Linked DNA regions of Rattus norvegicus: region 2 is linked to region 1. The links are chromatin contacts, called in public Hi-C maps. All regions are on one chromosome and are shown on one strand. Each heading gives the region's core, a stretch centred on a gene start, on an enhancer-like site or on the middle of the called end of the contact. The rest is flanking DNA. Distances are from core to core; before and after follow the strand shown. Region 1 holds the start of Mgat4b (alpha-1,3-mannosyl-glycoprotein 4-beta-N-acetylglucosaminyltransferase B). Region 2 holds the start of Hnrnph1 (heterogeneous nuclear ribonucleoprotein H1).

Region 1 (7,464 bases), core at 1,809-4,308:
TTGCACCACCACCACCACACAATCATGGGTTGTTCTTAAAGCTGGACCACACTGGTACCCCACATCTCTAGTGGGCTGGATAGTGAGGTAGGTCAGTGGTAAGGGCTTGGGGATTCTTTGGTCTCTCTGGGTATCTGGAGCACATCAGGATAGGCCTTCCTCTGAAGCAGAGGACTTTTGGCTTCCATCCATACCTTCCTATCCCAGGAAAGCAGGATGGACCTAGCCCCGGGTAAGAACTGCAGCAGTGACCATACCATAAGAGACTCTAGCGAGTGTGGAACCTGTGATGCCCTACAAGCAGGATAATTAACATTGCCCTGAGGGCTACGAACCACAATGTTCCACCTGGCTCTCTCTTGGCAGAGAAAACAGACTTCGGAGCCAAGCTGGGGTATAAACTTTGCACATTGTCCTTAGGGAAGGGGCAATAGGCTCAGGACCACAGGAAGATGGCAAACCCAGCCAAAGATTTGCCATGGACCTGCAAGAGGGAAGGGGGTGGGGTAGAGGTGGAGAGTGGCAGGTGTCCACTCTGTCTCCAGGTTGTGCAGTCTCCAAGGACTCTAGGAGAGCAAGGGTCCAGTGAGAGGATGGGCTGGACCCTGAGAAGGGCTGTGTGGATCTCTCTCTGAGGTGCAAGCTCAGCAACTATTTGGCTGGGGCTCTAGTTTGATCCCTGAAAGTCTGGCTGCTTCAACAGATATAGCCAAGGTTGGATTTGAACTTGAGTCCTGAACCCTAGGTGCATCTGGCCAAGTCTGAGTCTTTCCCATTCTTTTTTTTTTTTTTTTTTTTTTTTTTGGTTCTTTTTTTTTTCGGAGCTGGGGACCGAACCCAGGGCCTTGCACTTCCTAGGCAAGCGCTCTACCACTGAGCTAAATCCCCAACCCCAGTCTTTCCCATTCTTTTTTTTTTTTTTTTTTTGGTTCTCTTTTTTGGAGCTGGGGACCGAACCCAGGGCCTTGTGCTTCCTAGGTAAGCGCTCTACCACTGAGCTAAATCCCCAACCCCATCTTTCCCATTCTTAACCCAGGCTCTAGGGTGACTCTCTCTGGATCCCTGCCTACATCCTCCCTTCTGGTTCTTTTGCTCTTCCCCTAAGTACTGGACCCTCCTCTCCTGAGCCCTATATCTGCTACAAACTGGAAACCAGCTTCAATCTGGTGGCTGACTGGCTGAGTTTGATACTGAGTTATCTGCATGGAAGAATGAGAAAGGTTCACACAGTCCACAGACTCCTGACTTCTAGACAGCTGGCCTTGCTGGATACCCATGGAAACAGTACAGCCCTCAGACAAGGTGGACTCTGTCACTACTCTCTCCATGCCTACAGACTTGTGCCTCAAGAGGAAGAACTCTGTATCTGAGTCCTATACTGCTCTGATTCTCTTGTTCGCCATGCCCTCAGAATGCTAGTCTCCTGGCTTGCTCCCTTAGGAGGTATCCTAACATCAGATGGGGACAAGTGACTGCTACAGTAAGCACACGGGAATCACTACCAAATGAGGATGAGACACAGTCTAATGGTCCTACCACAGTGGGACAACCTGATTCCAGTTCTTCAGACATTGCTCCACTACAGCCATCATAGCCTTTCATGGCTATTCTCTCAAGGGCTCAAAATGTACCCTTCTGGGTGCCACGCCCTACCTTCAGAGAGCCATCCCCTAGCCATCCCACCCCACACTCTCTCTGTGCCAGGCCCTAGCAAATCTCTCCTCAGAGTTCTTGGCTTATGATTCTCTCAAGACCAGTCCAGACCTCCAACCAAAACAGGGAAAGTCCTAGAGGAGACTGGGCTGGACAGGCAGGAGGAGCCTGGTGCCAGGAGTGGACTTGCCACAAGCTTCCTCCCTGGACCCCCTGACTCATTTAGCATAACCCTGGGGAACAGAAAGCCTGCCTGAGGGAGGGAGAGAGCTAGCCCACCTCAGCCTGATATGACAGGAAGAGCAGAAGGCAGGAAGGAAGGAAGCAGCTCCCAGCCTCCTGAGTCCAGACTGGGTAGATCATGGTCTCTGAAATGCTCAGCTTCCACTCAGTTCAAACCTAGCTCAGAAGGTTTCCTAGCAGTGCTAGGGCCTGTGTCGTTTTACTCCCAAGGCAGCTGGCCAGGCTGGGAACCCAAGCTTCGAAGCTGCATCAGGGAGGGCCAAGGAAATCCCACAAAGTGATCACATATCAGGGTTTCTGGGCTAGCTGTTCAGGAGGCCCTACAGAGAAACCCTGGGACCCGATGCCATGGAGGAGGCTGAAGGCCCCCAGGGAGCAGCACCCACGGGAGCAGAGCTGCTGCAGAGCACAGCAGTGGATGGGGCAGGGGTATGGATGCCTTGGCTATATCTCCTCACCTGTCTCAACAATACTGTGCCTGCTTGTCCAAGAGCCTGCGCCAGGTTCTCTGGGTACACCTGACTACAACTACCTCTGTGACCTTGTGTCTCTGCCCCTCTGTGGGAACTCCATAGGTCCTTAACTTGCCAGTGGGAGCGCCCGCCCCTGGCATGGGATAACCGCAGGCAGAGGCCAGTTCTGAGCGCCACACGGAGGCGGGGATCTGGTAACCACTCGCCCCCCTCCGCCAGGCCTGACCAGGGAATTTCGTTATGCCAAAAGCAAACAAGTGGGGCGAGGATGGGAGAGGCTCAGGTGCTCCCGGTGCGGGCCTGAGCGGGCGGCGGCGGGGTGGGGGCTCACCTTTCTGGCCGCTGAGCGCTGCGTACCAGGAGAGAGAGAGGAAGGCGCACAAGCAGAAGAGCAGCAGCGTCAGGAAGGTGCCATTGCGGAGCCTCATCTCCCCCAGTGCGCGGCGGGCGCCGGCGGGGCCGAGGCCGCATGGCCCGGGGGACCGGGGCCCGGGCACGGGGGCCCGGAGGCGGCGGGGGCCCCGGCCCCGGAGGAACTGCGGGCCCGGGAGAGACCGCTACGGGCAGGGCGGGAACCGGGGTGGAGGTGGGGGATGCGTGCGGGCTGCTCCTCCGCGGTGCACGGCGCTGGCGGCCTCGATCTGAGGCTGGGCCCGGGCAGAGCAGGGTTGGGGCAAGGCGGCAAGAGCCGCGGCCCGGCTGGATCCGGGACCGCCGCCGAGTCGACGGGCGAAGGGCGGGGCGGCCGGGATTTAAAGGGGCCGCATCACTCGATGCCGCTGGGAGCACCGGGAGGGGGCGGGGTAGGAGGCCAGCTCCTGGGATCCCGGCGGGCCCGCCTAGGGATCGTGGCACGCGCGTGGAATAGCAGCCCCCAGGAAAGTCGTGGCTACAGTGGTGATGAATGAGGGTCAGCTATTGTGCAGCAGGGACAGCCGGAGAAGGCGCCTGTCCCCCATAAGACTCCTTTCAGGAAGATCCCACGAGCAAGTCCCCACATCTAGACTCTCAAACCCTCCTCCCCACGGAGAGGGTCTGGCTTGGGAGGGGCCCGTTGTAGCCGAGCTGAGGTTGTCTCTAGCTAGAAGGCTGGCCACAAGTGCTCGCTGCCCATTTTTGCGCCCACTAGTACTTCGTTCTCAAGGCATTCTCTGCTGTGTCTCGGATAGTATGCTACGGACCGGGGGAGGCGCTCCTACTCTATGGAACAATGACAATGGGCCGCTCTCCGGAGTAACAGAGCAGTTGTTTGTAGGTGTGGAGCACCCTCCGGAGCCCAGCCAGCTAGCTTCCCGGTGCCAAGCGTGCCGTGGGCGGGTGTCAGGCTCACCCTGTAGTTTAGAAGGGCACGGGTCCGCAGGGTGACGCGGGCTCTGGCTCCTGTTTGTACAGCGGCGCCTCAGACTTTATTGCCGTCTCTTCCGGCACCTTCATATAAGAACTTATTACAGACTTCCCTCCAGGCCTCTGCGGAATCAGGAACTGGACACAGAACGAAAGGACTCGCTGAGCCAAGGCAGCCTAGGGGCATGCATTTTGGAAGCGCTAAGTCTACTTCCCTTCTCCAGTCTCATCGCCATTCAAAATGGAACTAAATGCTACTTTGTAGCATGCAGCTACTACCTAAGACCAGAGGGATGACGGCTACCAAGCCTGAGTTCCATTGCTCAGGTTCCACAGGGTGGGAGGAGTGAAGCGACTCCTGCAATTTGTTCTCCGATCTCCGTATGGTCCCTATGGCACGACAGTGCCACCCACATATATGTGTATGATGGATGTCCCGAAGGACCTTGCTTGGAATGGTGACGTGCGTGCGCGGGGGTTGGGGAGGGGAGGTGTGATCACACACGGCGGGGTGGGCGATGGTCTCAGTAAAGCAGAAGCTACAGTGGCGATCACACACACACACATATATATGAATATGTATATATGTATGCACAGTGCAGTGGCCTATACCCAGGAGGCAGGAGGATCCTTATGAGTTCAAGGAAGGCTTGGTCTACATTTAGAATTCTTGGCTAGTGAAGGCTGCATAGTAAGATCCTGGGGGCAACATTAGGGTGGGGAGCAACAGAAGGCAAGGCACAGCCCAAAGCCAATGTTGTACAGTTTGGAGTGACTTAGAGCAGGGTACAGCCTGATTTCCACACCTGATCTTGTTGGAGCTTTCTGAAGAGAAGTACCCTGGTTCGTTTTCCTGTTTTCATAGGGCTCTTCTCTGGGTGGCAAAGAATAGCAAGTCTTCATTTTAGTCATATAAAATCTTAATTTTGTTTAAAAGACAACAGTGGGGTCAGTATAGTGTGTCACATGCCTCCGATCCCAGCACCCAGGCAGCGGAGGCCATTGCATGAGCCCATGTTGTCTCCCCCACCCCCAAACAGTTTGAGACTAGCTTGAAATACATAGAAAATTCGAAATTCTGAGTCAAGTAGAGCTATACTATATGGTGTAACTATCCTAGAAACAAACAAGAAGGCTGGAGGGATAGCTCAGTAGTTAAAGTTAAACGTACTTATGTGACTTCTTGCTCTTCCAGAGGACCCCAGTTAGGTTCCCAGCAGCTTTATCAGGGGGCTCACAACAACTACTGCACACACACACACACACACACACACACACACACACACACACATCTAAAACCCAAGCAATGAAGGTATATTAGAATATTAGAGCTGGAGATGGAGCTGAGGGGTAATGCACTCAATACCGGCATCAACTAAACAACAAAAGCGCATCTAGGTTTTACGTGGATGATTTAAGGAAAATGCTATAATTATTAAGCCAGTGGGTGTGAAGGAGATGGGCTGCAGGTGATCACCTTTGATCTCCTCCATCCCATTACTACCTTGGAGTAGGGGAACAGGAATGCGAGAAGGTCCCTGATGTCCCTCTGGAGGAGGGCCCTCTGGAGAAACAGGACATGGGGTTAGGTAGGGCCCATGTCTAAGGAGTAGGACCTCACAGCAGCCTGTCTACCTTACAGCCTTGTCCTCTGAAAATGGCAGCATTGTCTGGCACGTGTCCTATTTTCCACCATCTTTGCCTTTGTAGTAATTAATTAATCTGGGGCCTGCTTGCCACCTAAAGTCCCTCCGGACATTTCCTGGCTCTGCACGCTGCCTTGTAGCTGGCAACACACCTTTACCTGAGGTTCAGCTTCAGGTCCTACTCAGGGAGAACGGAGCCACAGGGGCCCAGAAAAACCTGCTTTCCTTTCAAAAGCCCAGCTCTGGGCTTTTCCTCCTTTGTTCTCCTAGCTTTTCACATAGTGAAAACAGCCTCTCTCTCTCTTTCTCTCTCTCTCTCTCTCTCTCTCTCTCTCTCTCTCTCACACACACACACACACACACACACACACACACACACACACACACCCCTTCCTTTTTCGGAGTCAGTGACTCACTGTGAAACCCTGGCTGGCCTGTAAGTCACTGTGCAGCTCAGCGTTGGGATTAAAAGACTGGAGACATCCAGCTGTTATGATCACAGCCCTCAGGCCATGTTCTAGGACAGCCTTTGGAAGTAGTCTAGGGGTCCAGCCCTGGGGGAGTCAAGAATAGAGCTAAGAAAAATAGAAAAGCCACACATGGATTCACCAGCCTTTGAGTGAAACTTGGTGTGTTCTTCAGTTAAGAATGGGAACAGCGTCCTGTAGATTTCCCAGTCTGTGTGACTGTCACAACAGATGTCAGGAATTTCATCTACCTTAACTAGACTCGTGGCAGGGCACTTCAAAAGGATAGTTACACTCATGTTGGTGACATCATATTTATGATATTAGTCCTGCTTCTAGATATTACAAATTAAGGAGAATCACGGGTATTTGCAGGTTTTAGGAAATGTTTTTCTAAATTTGCATTTCAGTTGTTCAGAAGGCATCGCCTTTTTTTTTTTAAAGATTTATTCATTTATTATATATGAGTACACTGTAGCTGTCTTCAGACACACCAGAAGAGGGCATCAGATCTCTTTACAGATGGTTGTGAGCCACCATGTGGTTGCTGGGAATTGAACTCAGGACCTCTGGAAGAGCAGTCGGGGGCTCTTAACCACTGAGCCATCTCTCCAGCCCCCCAGGCATTGCCTTCTAAGACATGGGTCTGTGATGTATGATGGGGTTGACAGCAGAAAGCAGGAGAATTGATTAAGAGTCCTGGAAAGAGTAAATAGCTCAACTGTTGAGAGCAAGAGGAAAAGGGTTTGACTCCCAACACCCACTGGAGGCTCACAAGGAATCGGCTGCTGATTCTGGCCTCCGAGAGCACTGCACACAAACATTCACTCAAGCAAAACACCCAAATTCTTTTTTTTTTTAGGATAAAAAAAATAAAAGACAGTTCAGGTTCATCCTCGACTACAAAGGCAGTTCAGGGCCAGTCTCAGCTACATGAGAGTCTCTACATACAAAACACACACGAAGTTGCCCACAAATAAGTGAACGAGCCTGAAAGAGCAGGGCAGTGGCAGCACGCGCCCCTAATCCCAGCATTCCGGATGCAGAGGCAGGCAGATCTTAAAGATGTATTTATTTTATATATGTGAATACCCTGTCATTGTCTTCAGACACACCAGAAGAGGGCATCAGATCCCATTACAGATGGTTGTGAGCCACCATGTGGTTACTGGGAACTGAACTCAGAACCTCTGGAAGAGCGAGCAGTCGGTGCTCTTAACCACTGAGCCATCTCTCCAGCCCCCCCCCCTTTTTTTAAAGATTTATTTATTTTATATAAGGCAGGCAGATCTTGGAGTTCATGGTCAGCCTGGTTTACAGAGTGAGTTCTAGGACAGCCTGGGCTACCCAGAGAAACCCTGCCTTGAAAAAACAAACAAACATACAAAAAAAAAAGGAATAGATAAAATATTTTTAAATGGTGGCTTATACTCATAATCCCAATCCCAGGCAGACTGAGGCAGGAGGATTGCTTCAAGTTCAAACCCAGGTTGGACTGTATAGTGCATCCTAGTCTACCTAGCCTACAGAATTAAACGCTGTCTCGAGAAACAGAAATCAAACCAAACAAAGAATACAAACATGAATGCTTTGATGTTGATCCGGCCACTGCCCTGTTAGAACCTGTCCACCTTGTCC
Region 2 (7,736 bases), core at 614-3,113, 140 kb before region 1:
CTGGGTGATACAGATGAGATGCATATTCCTGTCATCATTAAAAAAAAAAAAAAAAAAACCCACTCCTAAAGACTAAACTGATCACTCACCATCAAATTACCTGGTATATAGGATATATTCCTAATCCATCAAGGTACCTTAATACTCAAAAACAGTTCAAATGAAGCTACTGCCTTGCCTCTAAGTATCCACTAACCATCTCTGCACAATGTCTCAGAATAACCTCATCTGGGCCTGGTGACCTCACAGCATTTTCTGGGTGGGGTACCATGTCAGCTCTCCTCTATCAGCAGCCACATAACTGCTCACTCAAATCCAAACTCCAGCTCAATACTCACCTGAAAGGGCATCAATGTAAACAACTAAAGGCTCCAAACTGCACAGCTCAAGTCAAACCCGATGGCAACTGCCCCCTGCCATTGCTTCCAGTATACTTGAGTCTTGTTTTACAGGTCGTTTTCTGTTACCACAGCTAAATTCAGACAGTAAGGTCAACACTACAGGTACCTTTTTACGAAACTTGTCAATGTTTTTGAAATACACCTCTCTTCTCTTACAACAGTGGGAATAAGATTCTGATAGAAATTATTCAGAAAGCCTACACATAGTGTAAAAATAAGTAAGATTCTACAGTGACAAAACTTTCTTGGGTTTCAGGGTTCTCAGTTGTAAAGGGATCCAGTTTTTTAATTAACTAGACCTAGAGCATGAATTCAAGGACCAAATCCTAATCAGGAAAAATGAACTTTTCCAAAGCAGAATGCCTCTTTTCAAGTGAATATATGTAAGGAAGTGCAGTAGCGCTTCAAAGGGGAAATTACTATCACTTGTCTGTACTGCTCCATTTGTTTTTCAAGACCAGGAAAGAAATCATATCTTTCCCTACTGAATTCTTTCAGAGACAATTCCAAAATGCACAGATTGGTGCTTAGAGACCGAAAAGATTCTGCAGGGCCACCAGCATCCCAATGGGAGAAGGGGAGGGGGGCGGGAGGAGGGGGCATTTCGCAATTACCATTGCGTAACAGCGGCTGGCAGAGCGCGAGCCCGGGAACCGCTGGTGCCTGCGACTCGCTAGGGGGCGCCCAGAGGTCCGCCCCGCCCCGCCCCGCCCCGCCCGGCCCAGCCGCGGGCCCCCACTGACAACTCCCGCCTCAACTCACCAGAAAAAAACCGCTGCACTTCATCCGCGGAGCAGGACCAGGGCAAGCCCCGGACCTTCACCACGAAGCCCTCTCCGCCTTCTGCTCCCAGCATCATCGTCTCTTCGCTGGTCCTGGCGTCGAAACAGACTGCAGGGCTGCGGGGTGGGAGGGGGGTGGGGTTGTTAGGAACACGTCTAAGAAACAGTCATTTAAATGGCCCTCCCACTTCAAGGCGCCCTGCGGGGTTCGACCGGGCGCCGCTACGGGAGCCCCGCCCGGTACGCTGCCTTGACCCCGGAGACTCAAGCATGCAACCCGGCCTCGGCTAGCGACCCGATCCCCAACACCACTCTGTGCGCTCAGTGCTGAGGAGGGTCTAGGCTAAGAAAACCCTGGCCTACAGCCATGGTGGAGACAAGGAAATGGCGGCCGCCGCTTCCGCTCCGCCTCCTCAGACATCTCACACAATAGAAGCGGCGCGGCCTGCAGGCCTAGGCGGCGCTGCCACGCCGGCGAGACACTCGCGGTTTCCAGGGGTAGCCTGTGCTTGCCACGGCCCCCCAGGTTTTAACCTAAGTTCAGCGACAAGCAATCGTCACCAAAATAGGCGTCCGTGGAGGGCTCTGGTAGCAAACGAAGACAGAACACCACTCACCTCCACACAAAGCCTCGGCGTGGCTGAGGAAAAATGATAGGAGAGCGCCTGCGCAGCCTAAATAAAGCCCTCCGAGCAAACTCTGCGCACGCGCACCCCGTGGCCGGCCCCGCCCCACTCGCGTCACACAAAGATTAAACGCATGCGTATTAAGAAAACCTGCGCTCTCTCCCGCTAGCCCATTATTACACGCATGCGTTTGGGCTCCGGCCCCTTCATAAACTGACCGAGGGGTTTTTTTCTTCCTGCGCCTGCGCCCTTTTGCAATTATTGCGCTTGGCGTCTCAGCGGTTTATCGTTTTACTTAAAGCGCATGCGTCTGCCTTCAAACCGTTCTCTAGACCTACCCGCCAGAGTGGGGGAGGGGAATGGCGATAATCAGCTCCCAGCAGGGACTGGGTAATAATCCAGAGTTCAGGTTTACAGGGGCGGTTGTTCTACCCTTAATCCGCAGCTTTTCTTCCGCGTTCCTGTCAGTTTTGAAAGACAGCAGGAGGAAAAGGAAGCCATGCCCTTTCTCCCTAGAACGCGTAGGAGCTGGAAGGCCGGTTTATGCCGAGCCTCCTCTCCGTACCGCCCCGCCCCTGCGCCCAAATCCCAGATCACCGTGGGGTGCCTAGGACCAGTCCCCTTACCTGCCCGCTTTAGGGGATCAGTCCCCGACCCACATGGGCTGTCAGTGCCCGAGCTAGTCCTGTATCCCACTTTGCCTAACGAACTCGCAGTCTGCGAACCCCTCGCCTTCCCAAGGCCGCGGGCCCTCGCACGAGAAGCGCTCTGTGTGCTGCGCCTCGCGAGTGAAGGCTGAGACTACCAGGTGCGCGGAGGACGCAACCCCAGAGCGCGGCGCCCGACCGATGTACCTCTCCCAGGTGGAGACACCTCCGGGTCATCTCGTGTGCACTTACAGAGATAAATGGGTAAAAAGTTAGAATTCCAGCAACACAGCAGAATACGGATGATGTTCGGAGTCTCTCCGGATTTGACTGACCCACCCCTGCCAGACCTGGTAGAAATTAACAATAGTGTTATTGTTTTGGTGGTGCCACAGTGGGTACCACAGTTGGTATGCCTCTGAATGCCATCACAAGAGGTCGCGGTCAAAATTACGTTTTTCTTTCAAGTACAATATTGAGGAGGCTAAATCCACTTTGGATAGTTTTTTTTAAGGGGGTGGTGGTCATCAAAGGAAAGGTGCAGAGACAGCATGCAGAACTTGGACCTTTTAAGTCTGCGCAAGGGTGTTAAGTAGACAGAAGCTTTCAGCAAGAGAGCAACAGGAGCTGTGTAACATGAACCTTCAGGTGTAAGGGAAACTCCGATGAAACAGGCTGGGAGAATAGTGGGGCATGACCTCACCTGCAAAGGAGCTATCTAGAGGAGACGGAAAACACTAGCTTAGCTCATCAAAAGTGAGACTCCCAAGTCTCCAGGCCAGTAGGTGGGTGAAAAGCAAGACTACAACCCCAGCCCAGGAGAACTACAACTTCAAGACCTGCCGGGGCAACAGAGTGTGTTCGAGGCGGCCAGGGAAGCTTAGTGAAAGCCTGTCTCAAGAAAGATGAGAGAAATCTTAGTGGTAGAATGCTTGCTTAGCATGTACATTACCCCCTACATGGTCTTGAGACATGAAATAGATTACCAAAAATGTACTCTTCACTAGTTAATTCACACCATTTGAGAGCTCTAGTCTTGTTAGATGACCTAAGACCAGTGGTTTATGATTACATATATGGGGGAGTGATGCATTCGAGAGAGGCTTTGGGCAAATCAATCCTACCACTTGACCACACAACACACACATACCATTTTTTGTTTTAATCATCTCTGATCGCTTTGCACAATAGTGTGTCTGTAGTCCCAACTACTTGAGATAGTGAGATGGGAGAGTCATTTCAACTTAGGACTTCCAGGTCTCTAACCTGAAAGGGGAAAAATGTTTCTCTTCTGACAACACAACCACTTCCTATGATGTTTCTCTAAACTCTATTCTAGTTGTATAGGAAGGTTATTTTTCGATAGTAAGGGTAAATGCAATGTATATAGATAAAAGTGCTTTCCTTAGGGTAGATTGTTTTGAGTCATGGTTGCAAATATCCCAGGCCAGTCCCTAACTCCCTCTATAGTCAAGCTTGGCCTTGAGTGTTTGATCCTCTACCTCCAGAGTGATGGGATTAAGGCATGTATGCCGCCACATACAATTTAGGATTTATTGACGGACAATTATTCAGCAGAAGGCTCTTGAATATTTTTGTAACTTCTAATCATGGCAGAGTTTGGAGATCCTCTTGTATACAAGGGTTCCACACGCCTAAGTTCAATTTCCCTAACACTGGCAGTGCCCTTTCCTTTAATCCTTAGTAATTTCAAACTGGGAAGATGGTAACTATTTGTATCTGATCACTACTGAATACATTTTATGGTATGGCCATTAATGTAGATTGCCCAACACAAAGCTTTCTCACATAAAAAGTTGCACACACCTTTAATCACAGCAGAGCAGTCAGGTCCCAGGAGTTTTGAGGCCTTTCCGACTAAATTAGTGCCTCTTTCCTTTTATTTTTTTCTTTTTAGACAGAATCTTACTCTATATCCCTGTCTGGCCTAGAACTTACTATGTAGACTAGGATGGCCCTGAACTCACCAAGATCTGCTTTCTCTTCATGCTTTTTCTTAACTGTTCTCTTGGTCTTAATGTGCTTTCTTCTCTGTTTGAGCCAGAGTCTCTGCATCCCAGGTTATAGCCCAGGCTAGCCAGGTGTCCAGAGGCGGCATCCTCCTCCTCCAGGCTCCAGAATGCTAGAATTACAAGATTGGACCACCACAGCTGTCTCATGGGTGCTGCTCACATAATACTATAAAGATCTCTTCCGCAGAAAAGCAGATTGGGCAGCAGAAGATACTTCAGATATTAAATTTAATAAGCCAGGCTCAGAGTCTTCAGAGTGAAGGATCAAACTCAGATTCTGAGGCCTGAGAAAGCAAGTGCCTTTCCTGGCAAAGCCGTCCCCCCAGCTCCTGCTGCTATATTCTGGAAGAAATGGGATTATCTGTGTAGCTTCCACTTCTGATTGCTTATTACCCTAAATAAACTAATGCTTTTGGCCTAACAGAGGAGGAGGGTCATATGTGGGTTCTGCCCCAGAAAGATGAGGGGTCAGATGGTGCTGCACATACTCCAAGTGTCTAAAGGGTAATGTGAATCCTGTCTTCTGCTTCAGGGTGTAAAATGCATGTGTGGCTTGCATTTCTCAAAGCAGCAGTAGCTTTGTTGTTCTTTGAGCCTAGATGGATTTCTTATCTGTAAATGTGATGTACAATCCAATCTGTAAATAATCTATAAAAGGTTTATGTAAGGGGCTGGAGAGATTTCTTTTTTTTTTTTTTTTTTTTCCCAGAGCTGGGGACCGAACCCAGGGCCTTGCGCTTGCTAGGCAAGCGCTCTACCACTGAGCTAAATCCCCAACCCCCGAGAGATTTCCTAATGGTTAAGACATTTGCTTCTTTTCCACAGAACCAGAGGTCAGTGCCCCATATGCACACTGGGCAGCGCCAGGGGATTCCCTCCTCTGGCCTCTGTGGGAGACACATGAGACACATATTCACACAACACATACATAATTTGTTGTGTGTGAGACAGAGTCACTCTGTAGCTCTGGCTGGCCTGAGCTCAGTTAGGCAGACCAGACTGGCCTCAGATTTGACTGCCTTTGCCAGTCCTGTGCTACCGTGCCTGGGCTAAAACACAAAAAAAATTAAAAAGGGTTTATGTGAAAAACCAAAGCCAAACCCTGAAAACCCTTTCCTGTCCAGAAATGAAAACAGTTTTCAGCAATTGTAAAAACACATTTTTTTCCAGTTTAACTTATCCAAAACATAAATATAACTTAAAACCAATGGCATGTCAGGGTCTGGTTATCAGGTGCTTTCCTGGTGAAATATAACGAATATCAAGCTCTAACATTGATGGCATCTTAGATTTGATATAGCTTATATTCTTTTTTTTTAAGATTTATTTATGTATATGAGCACACTATAGCTGTTTTCAGACACATCAGAAGAGGGCATCAGATCCCATCACAGATGTCTGATTATAGGGCTTTAAAATTCAGTTATAAGGATTGTCAGAACACTGAGTCAAAAAAGAACTGGGGGTTCAGCTCTGTTCAGGGAGAGCATTTACCTAGCTTGTCGTGGATTCCATCCCCAGCAAGGCTAAAATATTAAAAAAAGGGGCAGCAGCAAGTCAGCGCTTGGAGCGCTCTCCTTCCTGCGGCAGCTGGTCTGCTCTGATGACAGTTCCCCAAAGCTTCAGTGACCCGGGAAGAGCAGCGGGAGAGCAAGATGTGGGGCTCACCCTGCCGTCTCTTTGCTTCAAATGAGATAGCTCCCCCAATGCCAGGCGATGGCTTGGCAACCATTTTAAACTGGTCAATGAGAATCGGTATGGGAAGGAAGACATCTCACAGCTCCGCCACGATCCTCGCCCGCTGCCCGCAAGGTCTGCGGTTTTGCGCCCTCTTCAGTTCACTCGGCGTATCCCTTAGAAAAAAATGTCTTTGTTTCGAAATATTCGGTTTTTGCGTTACACATTTTTTCGTTTTTGTGGTATTAGGGATGGCACTCAGAGCCTTGCCAGCATAGGCAGGTGCTCTGAGCTGCACCAACAGATTTTGAATCTTATGGAGACTGATCCCGGCTCCCTAACGCCTCAGCCAAGGTCACTCCCTGTAATTAAACCTCAAGCTGCGTTTAAAATGTGCGGAGGGTTAATATTCTTGAAAAGAATATTTAAAAAGAGATAAAATATACATGACATAAAGCCATTATAAACAATTTGCTCTCTGGGATCATGTAGCACACAAGCTGGTCATGACTCCCAGGTAGCTAAGGGAGGACCTTGGGCTTCACAGCCTATCCTGCCTCTGCTTCCTAAGAGTGGGGATAAAATTCATACACCCAAGCCAGCTTTGTGCAGTGCTGCTGATTCAGCCCAGGGCTTCAGGGATGCCAGGCAACAAACTACTCTACCAACTAAACTACATTCCCCGGTCCGCATTTGTTTTGTCTTTCAGGCAGTCTCATGTAGCCCAGGCTGCCTCAAGCTCGCAAAATCAAGACTAATTGTTGACTTCTGCTTGTCCCAACTGCACCCCTGAGCGCTGGAATAACAGGTACAAACACTGTCAGCTGCGCTGTCCTAGCGATGGAACAGTTGGGACTGTATAATGTGGGCTGTGACGTCTGTTCACAGTGGTATGCAAACATCCCCACGCTGCCTCCGAGGCTGCTCACTTCTTTTTCTGACAGAAACACTGCGCTCATTTACAGATTCACTCAGTTATGTCGGCTCATAGAACAAGGGTACAGTCAATTCATCAGGGCTGGGAAGAAAGCAGGACCTCGGATCAGCTGCTGGCATTTGGATTTTGCCAGTTTTTATCTCCAAAGGACAGGCATGGCTGAAGGAATTGGGCATGAGAGGCAATGTTTGGTGCACAGCCTACTGAGCCAATTAGGACCAAATTGATAAGAGAGGTGAGAAACATGGGCTGAGCTAGGCCTAGTGTCCAACACCTTCGATCTCAGCACTCAGGAAGCACAGGCAGGCAGATCTCTATGAATCTGAAGTTAACCCATTCTACATAGTGAGTCCCAGGGTAGCCAGCAGTGTTAAACAAAGAAATCATGTCTCAAAATCAATCCATCAATCAATTGTGGGATGGGGAGATGGCTCCGGGCCTAAGAACACTTGCTCTTCTTGCAAAGGATCCAGGTTCAATTCCCAGCACCCACAGTAGTTCACAGTCATCTGTAACTCAGTTCTAGGAGATTCAATGCCCTCTTCTGACATCTGCAGGCACTGCACCCACATGGTGCCCCCCCGCCCGCTCTACACACACAAAATATCACATTCATGGCGCTGGAGAGATGGC

Evidence for each region. Hi-C and Micro-C count contacts between places; a contact is called where the count stands out from the background.
Region 2: a contact with region 1 is called in a Hi-C map of hepatocytes, with 2.4 times the contacts expected there. The contact joins the promoter of Hnrnph1 here to the promoter of Mgat4b in region 1. A contact is called at or near these places in 6 of 12 Hi-C or Micro-C datasets (the Rat2 cell line, Schwann cells, frontal cortex and 3 more).

The regions. Positions count from the first base shown.
Region 1 is chr10:35,046,106-35,053,569 of GRCr8, reverse strand. Mgat4b (alpha-1,3-mannosyl-glycoprotein 4-beta-N-acetylglucosaminyltransferase B) reads right to left here and starts at 3,058. Exons shown (of 15, transcript NM_001127533.1): 1 at 2,701-3,058. The coding sequence starts at 2,797.
Region 2 is chr10:35,188,760-35,196,495 of GRCr8, reverse strand. Hnrnph1 (heterogeneous nuclear ribonucleoprotein H1) reads right to left here and starts at 1,863. Exons shown (of 14, transcript NM_080896.2): 1 at 1,801-1,863; 2 at 1,164-1,300. The coding sequence starts at 1,260.